Linked DNA regions of Xenopus laevis: region 1 is linked to region 2. A link is a contact called in public Hi-C data. All regions are on one chromosome and are shown on one strand. The core of a region is the stretch at or near the end of the contact, and the rest is flanking DNA. Distances in the headings are between cores, read along the strand shown.

What was found. A called contact is a pair of places that touch in the nucleus more often than the background predicts.
Region 1: a Hi-C map of the XL177 cell line shows a contact between it and region 2, with 6 times the contacts expected there. The contact joins two enhancer-like sites. A contact is called at or near these places in 3 of 4 Hi-C or Micro-C datasets (the XL177 cell line, the XTC cell line and animal cap).

What each region holds. Positions count from the first base shown.
Region 1 is chr4S:71,185,842-71,189,097 of Xenopus_laevis_v10.1, forward strand. No RefSeq gene overlaps it. Among protein-coding and RNA genes, the nearest start is that of best4.S, 6.2 kb to the right of the region's middle. Within about 2 kb of position 1,655, at least 1 of the 7 cell types and tissues checked has an H3K27ac peak or open chromatin away from gene starts, as enhancers often do.
Region 2 is chr4S:71,139,654-71,142,940 of Xenopus_laevis_v10.1, forward strand. No RefSeq gene overlaps it. Among protein-coding and RNA genes, the nearest start is that of plk3.S, 8.2 kb to the left of the region's middle. Within about 2 kb of position 2,003, at least 1 of the 7 cell types and tissues checked has an H3K27ac peak or open chromatin away from gene starts, as enhancers often do.

The DNA.
Region 1 (3,256 bases), core at 405-2,904, 46 kb after region 2:
GCTATAAATTACAGATATCAGTTTCCGGGAAATTTCAACCATTAATAAACATACGCCAACTATGACAAATTATGCCCTAACCATAGAAAGTTACATAGTAACATAGTAAATTAGGTTGAAATTAGTTTGAAAAAAGACACACGTCCATCAAGTTCAACCTTTAAGGTCTTACATGCCTAACTGCTAGTTGATCCAGAGGAAGCAAAAAATCTAAATTGAAGCCACTTCAATTTGCCTCAGAGGAAAAATTCCTTCCTGACTCCAAAATGGCAATTGGACCAGTCCCTGGATCAACTTGTACTATGAGTTATCTCCCATAACCCTGTATTCCCTCACTTGTTAAAAAGCAATCAAACCCCTTCTTAAAGCTATCTAATGTATCAGCCTGTACAACTGATTCAGAGAGAATTCCACATCTTCACAGCTCTCACACTGTAAAAACACCTTCCGAATATTTAGATGGAACCTCCTTTCTTCTTCAGAATGGATGCCCACGTGTCAGCTGGAAAGACCTACTTATATATTTATACATAGTTAATAATGTCCAGTTTGAGATCTGGAGACCAAAACTGTATGGCATATTCTAGATGGGCCTTACCAGTGCTCTATACAGTGGAAGAGTGAACCCCTCCTCCTGTGACTCTATGCCCCTTTTAATACAGTACAAGACCTTGTTTGCCCTTACAACTGCTGTAGCATTGCTTACTACAGCCAGTACAGCTACAACCTAGTGCAGTCCCATTATATGTGTCTTGCATATTTTTACATCCCAGGTGCATGACTTTACATTTATCAACATTGAATCTCATTTGCCACTTAGCTGCCCAGATTGCCAGTTTGTCAAGATCCTGTTGCAAGGATGCCACATCCTGGATGGAATTAATTAGGTTGCATTGTATTGTGTCATCTGCAAACACTGATACATTACTTACAATACCCTCCCCTAAGTTATTAATGAACGAGTTAAAAAAAAGTGGACCCAATACTGAGCCCTGAGGGACACACACCACAAAAAAATCTTTCTCCAAGTAGTGCATATACCATTAATAACCACACTCAAGCAGTTGTTTTGGGGCACGGTATCAAATGCTTTGGCAAAATTTAAATAGATCACATCTACTGCTCCCCCACTGTCCAGCATCTTAATTTCCTCTTTATAAAAAGCAATCAAATTTGTCTGACATGACCTATCCTTCATAAAGCCATGCTGGTTGCTGCTCATAATGCCATTCACTAGGACAAAATTTGTTTTTACTGTTAATATACTCAAATTAGGGAGTCTATAGTATACTCCTATAATTAATTTGCTGGACTTTTTACAATCAGTGAAGAGCTCCATCCATAAGACTTCACCTCCCTTATTTTTTTAACATCACCTCCTCCTTTATATTTGCTTTTAAATCCCGCATAACTAACAGACATACCCCTACTTCTTTTCTATTGTCCCTCCGAAGCAAAGTATAGTTGCTGATATATTAACTGCCCAACAATGCAACTCATTCAGAGCCATGTTTTAGCCACACCAATCACATCATATTTTCCCTCAAGCACCAGCACCTCCAGCTCTCTCATTTTACCAGTCAGACTCCTTGCATTTGAAAACACAAGCAATTAAACTATGACCCTTGCTCCACTTAAGCCTCGTGTTTAAATATGGGAGAGTTGACAGCTCTAAACAAAGAAGCTCTGACTAGCTTGTGTTGTAGTGCCACCTAGTGGAAACGTTTCCACCTGCAGTAGACTTTTGTTGATTAATTGATATTTTTATTTAAGCAATTTCTTACTTATACATAGATAAAAGCAGACACATTAGGTTATGGGATGGTGTTCCAGGCCTAAGATGTTTAACATGGAGTTCCATAAATAATTGCTTGCCAACATTTTTAAAAATATATTGTCTAAGGCAAATTTAATTGTGATTGGCGTTTCCACCCAAAGTTCTTCTGTTATTTTAAAAACTCAGAAAGTGTTATAGGTGATGGGGACTTATATAAGTATGAAGGCCATAATGTGCTTTTACTTTAGTCTGTAGTCTCAAGGCAATCTAGATCAAAAGCCAGCACAACAGGTGGCTTTTCATCCTGTGCCAGGCTAAAGCTAGTATTTTTTTTTTGTTTGCCATTGATATATCTCTTCTTCCTTTCTGGAGAGCATGTGACTTGCATAGACCATACAGAGTGCCTTCCAAACAGTGGCGGAGCAAAAGTCAAACCATCTCCCCCCCACCCCAAAGAAATGTTAATTGACCAAGAAAAGCCAAACTTTTCCTATATTTCCAACTCTCTTTTTACCACGTGAGTCCCTTAAAATGTACCCACACATTGCATCAGTGGTAATTCTGGGCATGCTTCAATAATAATTCCTGTATCTGACTCCAGAACCAGAGGAAGCCAGCAACTGGTCAAGTAAGAGAAAGAGACAGACATTTCTGCTCTGGGACTGGTTGCCTTCTGCAGAGCCAACGCACCAATGATAAACAAATTAGCGGATAGTTATGGGGTGCGACATCAATGTGCCAAAATGGTTATTCATCTAGGCTGGAAGACCTGGTACAAAGTGCAAAAACATGGTGGATTGTACCTGTGTATGCCCAGCATTCCAATCATAAATTATCCTATGGTATTACTCAAAACTTGCCAAAGTATCATCTACTGACTGTAAGACATAACCGACAATCTTAAGCCAGTAAATGCTATTGGTGAGGCAGCAGCCCCAATGCTGCCCCCCTCTCGCTCTGAACTTTTAGGGTCAGAGTGGGTCCAGGAGGGGTTGCATCGCAAGTGTAGTGAGTGCTATTGCGCTTGCTGCACTAGCAGAGCCAAATTTCTGTGTTAAAAAATGGAAATTTGCCTCTTAAAGTTACCAGAGGTGGCCCTGGGTGGAGGTCATTTTTGTAAGATGATGCCGCGTAGAGCAATATCCAGAGAATGGGTGGCAAGGTTGATAATCAATTCTTAAGGATGCAGATAATGGAGGTGAGTATTTTTCTTATGTTAATAGAGCAAGAAATATTAATGCAATCTGCAGTATCACAGATGAATAAAAAGATATGTTTGCTTTTTTAGTTCTGTCATATAGACATTGTATGCAGGTAAATAGAATGGCCAAAATGACTGCAATTTCACCTAGCGATAAAAGTGTAATCTCCACACTTAACTACCTTTTAATGCAAAAAGAGGGTATGTGGAAGCACTCTAAGGCTAAGTAAAAATATATGAATACAATGGAGGTGCTACTGATCTGGCCCAAATAACTA
Region 2 (3,287 bases), core at 753-3,252:
AACATAAAACTCAAAACTGTATTTGCTGGAATAGACTTTGCCTTACTTTCTAACACTGCTATTTGTATAAATAATTATAGCTCTTTAAAGCAGCATGACATGCAAGATAAAACATTACTTTCTCCTTTTACTAAAGATACTTTTAATTGTATTGCCTTTGGCAAATGCCTAACCAAGAAAACCACTTTTTATTAACAAATCGTTTTTATGCTGCATAATGGTCTAAGGATTCTGGCTTTTTATGCTTCAGAATTGCTGTTAGATTTTCAACTTTTACAAAACTGAATCAGAACAGTCCAAACCAATGTATGTAAGGAACACTTTACATAACCTTCATGTTGAATAATGAAGTTTTAGGGGTTCCAGACCACAAGCTACTATAACCATAAAATACCTGCCAGTGACACTCTCAACCATGTGCCACAGATAACTCACTCTGGTTGCTGCCCTTTTTATGGGTAGATAGCTTTTCAAACCTGAAACAATGTCATGTGCACAAATGCCTAATAACTTTCTATGGGTTTCATTAAAATTGACTAACTATTTAGCATTAACCTCTCTGAATCAATTTTGACTCACTAGCCAACCAATAAAGGGTGCAAATTCAGCCATTATAGTTTTTCATTTAGACTTGCTATTATTAGGCTTCCCCAGTCAGTCTGATCTCTGACAGGTTGAATAAGTGCAGGCTGTCTCTCATGCTCCCTCTCAGAAACTGAAAAATCTCCTTCCATCTCCTACCACCTTTGAAGCTTGCTAGGTGTGCCTGTTGATTGTGCTGCATTTCCTGACATTATTGGGGCATACAACTGGATCAGGTCAACTGGTTCAGATGCAATTTTATTCACAAATAAATTGCACCTGGTAAAGGTAACCTCAAAATGAGATTTTTGCAAAAACTGAGCCAATAAATACAGGTCAAGTTCTGCTTATGACATTGTGGGAGTCATGTAAGATGGCCATGGGATAACATGCCTTTCTATTGCACTGGGTATTGCATGGGTAAAAAAGAGCAAGCACAATTGCAATGTGCTAAGGGAGGTTGCACTAATTACATGGCTGATGACAGATAAAGAAAATATGGCTCCCTTTTGGCTATACATGCTGCACACTGCATTTGCATTAAGAGAACAGTGGTGCTAGGTACAAAAAAATGCAGGTGTTGGATAGATACAGACAAGCAAAATTTCACACAAAACAAGTCAATGAATGTGTCCCATCACACATCACTAGTGTTGGAACCACAGAGACCACGAGAAGTTTGCAATCTGGCTCAGAAAGCTGATGGGGAAAGGCATGCATACAACCACTTTATAATGGGGTTAGTGTTGAGTCAGTGTAATGTGTAGTGAGTGTTTTTATACAAATACAATGCAAATTCCAGTGTGAAGTATATATATATTTAACCCCTCTTCCTCAAAAACCATAGCAATCATTAGATTTGTGCTTTTATTTTTCTTACTGTAAAAACTGTGTTGGCTATGGGCAATGTTGCACTGAACCTACTACCTAATGATATGCCACAAGAGTATAATTACTAGCTTCGGTTGTGTTTGTGTATTCTAGACTGATTTAGAACATTAATTGCTTTCTGACCCTGGCAGATATTCTGCTTCTTTAGATACAGTTTCATGCTGTTACATTTGCAGCAACAAAAATTTCATGATACAAAGTTCAAAGTACAGGTTGTCCCTTTGAAATTAGAAAAAAGTTGGCAGCTAGATATAGTATATATTTGCATATAAACCAGGATATATACATATATATATATATATATACTGTATATATATATATATATTTGTATATTATATATCTGTGCCACCATATGTTGGACAGCACTGATGTATAATATTATGAATATATGTGGCTGCATTATTACCACTGTGTTCAGGGAATGACGCACAGTGGATATTATACAATCACCAATTTAATGGAGCATGCTGACCTGGGCCATAACCTATCTCTTGGCAATATATACATGTGACATCACAGGCTCTACCAACCAGGAAGTGACTCAGACCACTGAAAGCTGCTTAAAAAAGTCAAGCTGTCTGGAATCACAGTGCTGTAGATTGTGTGGCTATGGGGATGTCTCTTATTGTGATTCTGTTCACCAGATGCTCATTGCTTTTAACACATCATAACAATTTGCATTCATAAAGGGTCCTTCTCCCAGGACGGATAACAAATAACATCTGCTTGTCAGACACACCAATCACTTACAGACAGAACAGAAACGTAGACAGTCATTTAACCCTTCTGGTTCTGTACTTTTGCAGTGTTTGACTCTAATAACATAGAGTTATATTGTGCTACACTTTTCTTTTCTAGGAAAGTAACACACTCTGAACAGCAATTCTATAATTTAAAACATGTTCCCCCTCAGGTTGACTCTTTCTATGTTGTGAAGTGTAAAAAAATGTTTGAGTTGGATGTACTAAGGCACAAATGTTGACGCCTAGCTATAGAACTTGGCAATAGTAATCACCAACATTATGTCAGGTGGCCTATTAATCATTCTGGTTAGTGATATATTATATATATAAATATATAAATAAATATATATATATATATATATATATATATATATATATCATTTAAGGCATGTGTTTAATGACTGGATCAGGGCCTTATTTATCTGAGGGGGCCCCTCCAAATGCTGTGCTTTGCTTTTTTGTTTTTATGGGATAGAATATTTTAACGTAAGTGTTGTATAAATAAAATGGTATTATATTTTATGATTTCGCTGCACATAGTCACTTAATTACAATACTAGATACTCAACCAGAATATAGTTTTTAGCTGATGTGGTTGATATATTCCATGTATTAGACACTGAGCAGGCCCCAAATTTCTAAGATGGTACTTGTAGTTCATCTTTATTGTTGATAATGGATCTGGACTTTAGCTACACATTTTCATGGCCAAAATGGCGAAGAATCTGCCTTTTTGGCTGTTATGATGAATGGCAGATCTGCTCAACTGTAGTAAACGTAAAGCCTTTTCATAGAGTACTTCACAGAGTAGAACCAGTGTGTTTAGGAGCAGCAATAAGTCTGTTTCTACTAGTTTGTACATAAGAAAGATTTCACTTTATATTGGTTACTTTCGCTGTAATTCGGTTGTTTTTTTTTGACAATTTGCATAAAATAACATGATCTTTGGGATCATATCTAACGTTGTTGCCAGAAGGTAGTGGAAAGTAGCAGCATTATGCTTGTATATACAAACCACTTGAGAAGCGACTAGGCTGGTGCACTTTGTCTGCCACTTGATTCTGCCAACCT